Regions from separate parts of the Mus musculus genome. Here region 1 is linked to region 2. Evidence: chromatin contacts called from public HiChIP or PLAC-seq data. All regions are on one chromosome and are shown on one strand. Each heading gives the region's core, a stretch centred on a gene start, on an enhancer-like site or on the middle of the called end of the contact. The rest is flanking DNA. Distances are from core to core; before and after follow the strand shown.

What was found. HiChIP or PLAC-seq counts read pairs in DNA pulled down with a chosen protein or histone mark.
Region 1: a contact with region 2 is called in an HNF4G HiChIP or PLAC-seq map of pancreatic cancer cells. The contact joins two enhancer-like sites. A contact is called at or near these places in 1 of 484 Hi-C or Micro-C datasets (cerebral cortex) and 1 of 115 datasets of contacts at active chromatin or transcription factors (pancreatic cancer cells).

Annotation. Positions count from the first base shown.
Region 1 is chr17:79,831,070-79,834,292 of GRCm38.p6, forward strand. No RefSeq gene overlaps it. Among named protein-coding and RNA genes, the nearest start is that of Atl2, 63 kb to the right of the region's middle. Within about 2 kb of position 1,407, at least 19 of the 459 cell types and tissues checked have an H3K27ac peak or open chromatin away from gene starts, as enhancers often do. A contact at or near this core is called in pancreatic cancer cells, where this site is marked.
Region 2 is chr17:79,283,935-79,286,765 of GRCm38.p6, forward strand. No RefSeq gene overlaps it. Among named protein-coding and RNA genes, the nearest start is that of Gm17315, 69 kb to the right of the region's middle. Within about 2 kb of position 1,492, at least 40 of the 459 cell types and tissues checked have an H3K27ac peak or open chromatin away from gene starts, as enhancers often do. A contact at or near this core is called in pancreatic cancer cells, where this site is marked.

The sequences.
Region 1 (3,223 bases), core at 157-2,656, 550 kb after region 2:
ATTGTGCCTATGCAACTCATTTAATAACAAGTTGATTAAGTAGCACAAGTTAAGGGTCAGATAGTCAACTCAAGGTTAGGTTAGATTCTAATTTAACTATAATTGAGTGCTTTCAATGTACTCAAATAGAAATGGCGAAGAGTAGCTAAGGTTTAATAGTTCAAATATACTTTACTTAGACAGGCTTCAAAAACATCAGAAATCCACAGAATGTAACATTTAATGTAATTTCATATTAAGGATCATTTGACTAGAGATGTGTCTGCTACTGACAGTACCCCCTTCACAGTTCAAAGAAGATATTGAACATCTTTACCTCTGGGCAAGGTTGCTTATCATGGCAAGGTAGACACGGGACAGAAATTACCTCTTTCATCTACATACAAAATACTGTCCAAAATGGACACACTATGCAGAATAGTCAACTGATAGCTCTGTCAATACAGAGTAAACAGTCCTTCATAATTCTGCTTTACAAAGGTCTGTCAGATGATCCTGGGCCAGAAAGCTGAAGTCTGATGTTTTGAGAAATGGGGACTGCCCAGGTAGTCTGCTGTCTCTACAAATGTTTAAGTTTAAGAAGCTATGTTTAGTGCTTCCTATATACCCAGGAAGCATTTATCTCATTCTTGTATTTCTGACAGGGTTGAACACTAATTATAGTCCCATAAGCAAATTTAAGTTGTTTAACATTAAAGACATGATATAGAGTAGAAAGCATGATTTTTCAGATGGTGTTACTAGTTAAAATATAAACATAACTCAGAGGTAGAATTGTAACTCTTCAAGTTAGGAGTGATGGTAAAGTACTTTAATTGACAAATATGATGGACTGGATATTGACTGTATATCATGCTTTGTAATTTACATAATTGTTGTGGTTATGCTCAATTTAGATCTGAAAGGAGAGGTTTGTCTTTTTTTTTAATTGGACAGAAAAGGTGAGATGTAGAGGAGTGGTTCTTATGCTTTGATTTCATGGGGATCTGTGTGTACTGGGGCTGAAGGTCCTTGTCCCCAGTTGGTTCTTGATCAATCAATAAAGATGCCAGCGGCCAATGGCTGGGCAGAAAGAAAGAGGCAGAACTTTCAGGTTACCACAGGCTAGGGGAGAGGAGGAGGAGATCAGAATTCATGGAGAAGAGATATGGAACAGACTCAGAGCTGTAGGAGAGGTCTTCCAAAATGTAGGCAGAAAAGAAAAGCAGCTCACGGAAGGGCAGCCCAAAAGAGTCTTGGGCAGCAAGACCAATGGACTTCACAGAAGGTAACTAGGCAACTAAGTTAAGGGCAGATTTAGAGGTGTTGAGTTAGGAGGAAAGGTAAGGACATGCTAGCTGCAGAAGTCTTAGAAGAGCCTAGCCACAGAGCCAACAAGGCAGTTTAAAAATGAGCTAATGTGTGTGTCTTTCATCTGTGTATCCAAGATAGTTCCTGGGTGGATGTGTGCCTATGACTCACCAGGAACTTAAAGAGGTGTAGCCAAAATTCCTGCAATAGAAAAGGAAAAGAGAAAAAAAAAAAAGAGCAAAGGTCATACAATAGTGTTGGATGTATAGAGAGTAGGCACTGCACGGGGAAAATTAGCCAGCATCTCTCCACACCCCAGGAAACCCATGACACCCCCAGCATGTCAGCCAATCACTGTGAAAGTGAAAACAACCTCAATTCTCACAACACTTTCTTTTGGAGTCATTAAAGCTCCCACAGAAAGCCATCATGAGAGAATCTCACCAAAGGGCTTAATTCACTTCTGAAGGAGGATCCCTCTGTGCTTTAGCGCTCCTCCGACGGGGAGATTCTTTTTCATTGTCTAAGGAAAACTAAGTATCCTGGAGAACTGCCTCAAACCCAGGCCAATGGGGCTGAGACAACAGACTCTTGAATCCTGACAAGAAAGGAGAGGTTGGGAGGCAGAAGGATGCTGTCCTGGCTGGGTTTATGTGTCAACTTGACACTAGTGTCATAACAGAAGGAGCTTCAGATGAGGAAAGGCCTCCATGAGCTCCAACTGTAAGACACTTTCTCGATTAGTGATCAGAGAAGGACCAGCTCACTGTGGGTGGTGCCTGGGCTGGTGGTCCTGGGTTCTATAGGACAGCAGACTGAGTAAGCCATGGAAAGCAAGCCAGTAAGCAGCACCTCTCCATGGCCTCAGTATTCAGATCTCCCTGCCCTACTAGAGTTCCTATCCCAACTTCCACTCGTGGTGGACTTGATCTGGAAGTGTAAGCCAAATAAACCTTTTGCTCCCCAACTTGCTTTTTTGGTCACGATGTTTTCTCGAAGCCATAGAAACCCTAACCAAGAGAGATGCTGCGGGTGGCACAAATCTCAGCGCCTTGCTGGCATCCCGAGGGTGGGGCATGGGCTGCTTGTTCCACCTTCCTGTCTCAGTGGCAGACATGGGTGGTCGCGGAGCATTCGAGAGTGCCAAGAAGGCACACGTGAGGATCTAGCAAGCAATCTCAAGTACTCACAAGGACTTAACTGTGTGGTAACTGGTGACTCTGATAACCTAGTTTAACTGAGATTATAGTGTGCCAAAAAAACTTAAATGTCTTTTCTGAAAAATCACAAAAGCATAAAAGAAAAAAAATTCTCCCTTTCCTCAGAAAGGTGGGAACACAGACTTGTAGTCTTTGATAGAGAACAGATGTGAAGTAACTCTGCCCTTTTTATAAGGTTTATTTTTTATGCGTATAAGTGTTTGCCTGTGTATATGTCTGTGTAACACATATGTGGCTGGTACCCAGAGAAGTCATTAGATTCCTTGGAACTGGAGTTACAAGTGGTTAAGAGCCTCAAACCAGATCAAAGACTCATTGTGATGAACATTTGTAAGTAAAGATGTGTGGACAAAATGGTATACTGATACACTGCAGCTTCCATGATGAATTTTTTTTTTTTTGCTTATTTGTTTTCTTTTGGGGGGTGGGCAGTTGCAAGGGCAGGGGATGGATATGGAGGGATGGGGGATGAATGGGATTGGGGTGCATAATATGAAGTATACAAGGAATAAAAAGATTTTTTAAAGTTGGAACAAGAAGAGTAGGGGGTGGGATCTAGAAGAAAGTGGGCCCTAAACCTTTGTCCCATGAAACCACTATGGAAGTTTCAGGAGAATTTAGCTCTGTGATGTGACTGAAATCAGTCTTATGTTATCTCCAACTTTATGCTTTTTCTTTGGAATTACTTTAGTGGTTCAGAGACTTTTGTGCTT
Region 2 (2,831 bases), core at 242-2,741:
AACAAACAAAAAACAAAAAAAATCTTTAAAAAATAGCTTTGTTTTTATTACATATATTTAAGATAGCTTACTAAGGGTTTTATTACTATGAAGAGATACCATGACCAAGGCAACTCTTATAAAGGACAATGTTTCATTGGGGCTGTTTTATACACTTCCTCCAACAAGGCCACACCCATGGGCCAAGCATATTTAAACTACTACAATAGCTAATGTGATGTTTTGATGTATACATGAGTATATATGTACCCCCTCACCCTCACCCCCCCACACACACACACTTTGGTTTGAGTGCATAACTGGTTTTGGATTTTAGGGTTTTATTTTTTTTAATAAAGAGAACACACACACACTTCACTGCTCATGTCATTGAATTCCTTAGGTGGCTAACAGTTAGTCACTTTTGACTTTGATTTTATGGAGGGCAGGAGGAGAGTCAAAAACTCTATGGATTAATAGTGAAAGTCAATAGGCATTCTCTTTCCCTAAAGTACACACACATAAACAATCTGTAGTTACATATATGTATATATTTAGACATAAATATATGTCTAAAATGTGCTGCAGCGTCTTATATATGAAATACCTATATATGTTTACATATTACATGTGTATTATACTGTGTGCATGACTACTTTTGTTTCATATGCACATTGCACATGCATGCTGTAGTATACTCTATGCCAGTGTTTCTCAACCTGTGGGTCTCAACCCTTTTGGGGATTCACATATAAGATATTCTGTATATTTGGATATTTACATAGTTATTCATAACAGTAGCAAAATTACAGTTATGAAGTAGTAACAAAATAATATTACGGATGTCAGTCATCAGAACATATGCATGAGCTATATTAAGGGGTTATAGCATTAGGAAGGCTGAGAACTCCTGCTTTATGCCATATATTTACTATAGTATAATGATTCCTTTGGATCGTGCATACATATATGTATATACACATATATGCCAGAATATGCATTTCTTTAAATCATACATAACTATAGAAATGTAGAAGATATTAAATATAATATGAGACAAAAAAGGATTTTAACCAACCTGAAAAGAATACATATTTTTCCTTTAATAAATGAATATTCTATTCTTTTAAAAGTTTAAGTAAACACAGACAGCCGAAACTACCTAAAAGATATGGAGATTTAATTGAATCAGCCAAAAAAAAATGTTTCTGTAATTAAACTCACATATTTAAGTCTGTGTTTCTAGGCAACCAAGACAAAAAAAGCAAAACATCAGAAAAAGCTACCACTTACTGAGAACTTCTTGTTAAGAACCATGACGTACACAAAAGAGGTATGAAATTGACCCTGCTCCACAAGGAAGAAGAGTTTTTATTTAAAAGAGATTCAGAAGCTGCAGCATGGGAAGGGATGTCTGGTAACCCCCACATGCCATGGTGACACACGGAGTCCTGTGCCTTGCAGGGATCACTGCTTATGGGAAACACAGCTACGATTCACAAAAGAATGACAAAGCAGCTTTGGGGAGAGACCCAGTCTGTAAGGTGGGTGTGCCGTAGTGAGTCACTCTTTTAATAGCTTAATGGAAGGCTGGCAGGGACAAACCCAAGTTTTTGTCATCTCAAGGAATGTTTCTTGAGTCCACAGATGTCACCATCACCAACTGCACTTTCCTTAGAAGAATCGCTTCCATAATAATTGCTGGACGATATGTCCCCCTCGGGCCCTAAAAACATTGTTTCATTTCAGCTCTTACCTTCTTCAAAGAAATGCTTGGGAACGGTGTCACCCCAGAGGTACTGTCAGCTCAGTGCACGGAATGTGTCAAGATCACATCTCACCACATATCCCGTTCTCCCTCTACCTGACCTTGCCACCCCCTCCACTTCATTTAAAAGGCATTTACATGTAGGGGACAGATCACAGGCAGCCCCATATACTGTAAAAACACCTTGAGAAACTTGGGGGGGGGGCTGTGGCACATGCTTTTAGTCTCAGCACTTAGACATCAGAGGCTGGCATCTCTCAGAGTTCAAGGCCAGCCTGGTCTACAAGAGCAAGTTCCAGGACAGCCAGGGCTATACAGAGAAACCTTGTCTTGAGAAATCAAACCAAACCCAAAACAGATTACCTTGCGATTCGATATGTCTCCTCAGGAAAAAGTATCTTTCTAGAAAATTGCCTTACGGGGAAGCTGAGTTTTCAGGTAAAAATTCCTCCCTGTAGGGATGATGGTCAATTGTTTCAGAAAGACTTCAAAATACCATTTTTTAAAAGAATAATGTGTATGAATATTAGCTAGCAGGCACTACATAGTGTTTATCATACACCAGGCCCTGTTCAAATATTACTTACCCCATTAAAAAAAATATCCTCTGCAGGGCCATAAACATTGTCTCTATTGGCAGAAGGGAAGGTGGAAGCATGAGAAACGTAACTTGCCTGGATCGTTCTGTAAGAAGGGAGCGAGGATAGACCCCAAGCAGACTGGTCTTAGAGTCCTGGTCTTATTCGCTCTATTAGCAAGCTCCTCGGAACAACATTATGAACTAACCAGTACCCCGGAGCTCTTGACTCTAGCTGCATATGTATCAAAAGATGGCCTAGTCGGCCATCACTGGAAAGAGAGGCCCATTGGACACGCAAACTTTATATGCCCCAGTACAGGGGAACGCCAGGGCCAAAAAGGGGGAGTGGGTGGGTAGGGGATTGGGGGTGGGTGGGTATGGGGGACTTTTGGTATAGCATTGGAAATGTAAATGAGCTAAATACCTAATAAAAAATGGGAAAAAAAAGCTCCAATTTCAGCATACTTCATACTAACAGGAAACTTACAAGAACACAGAAGGCTT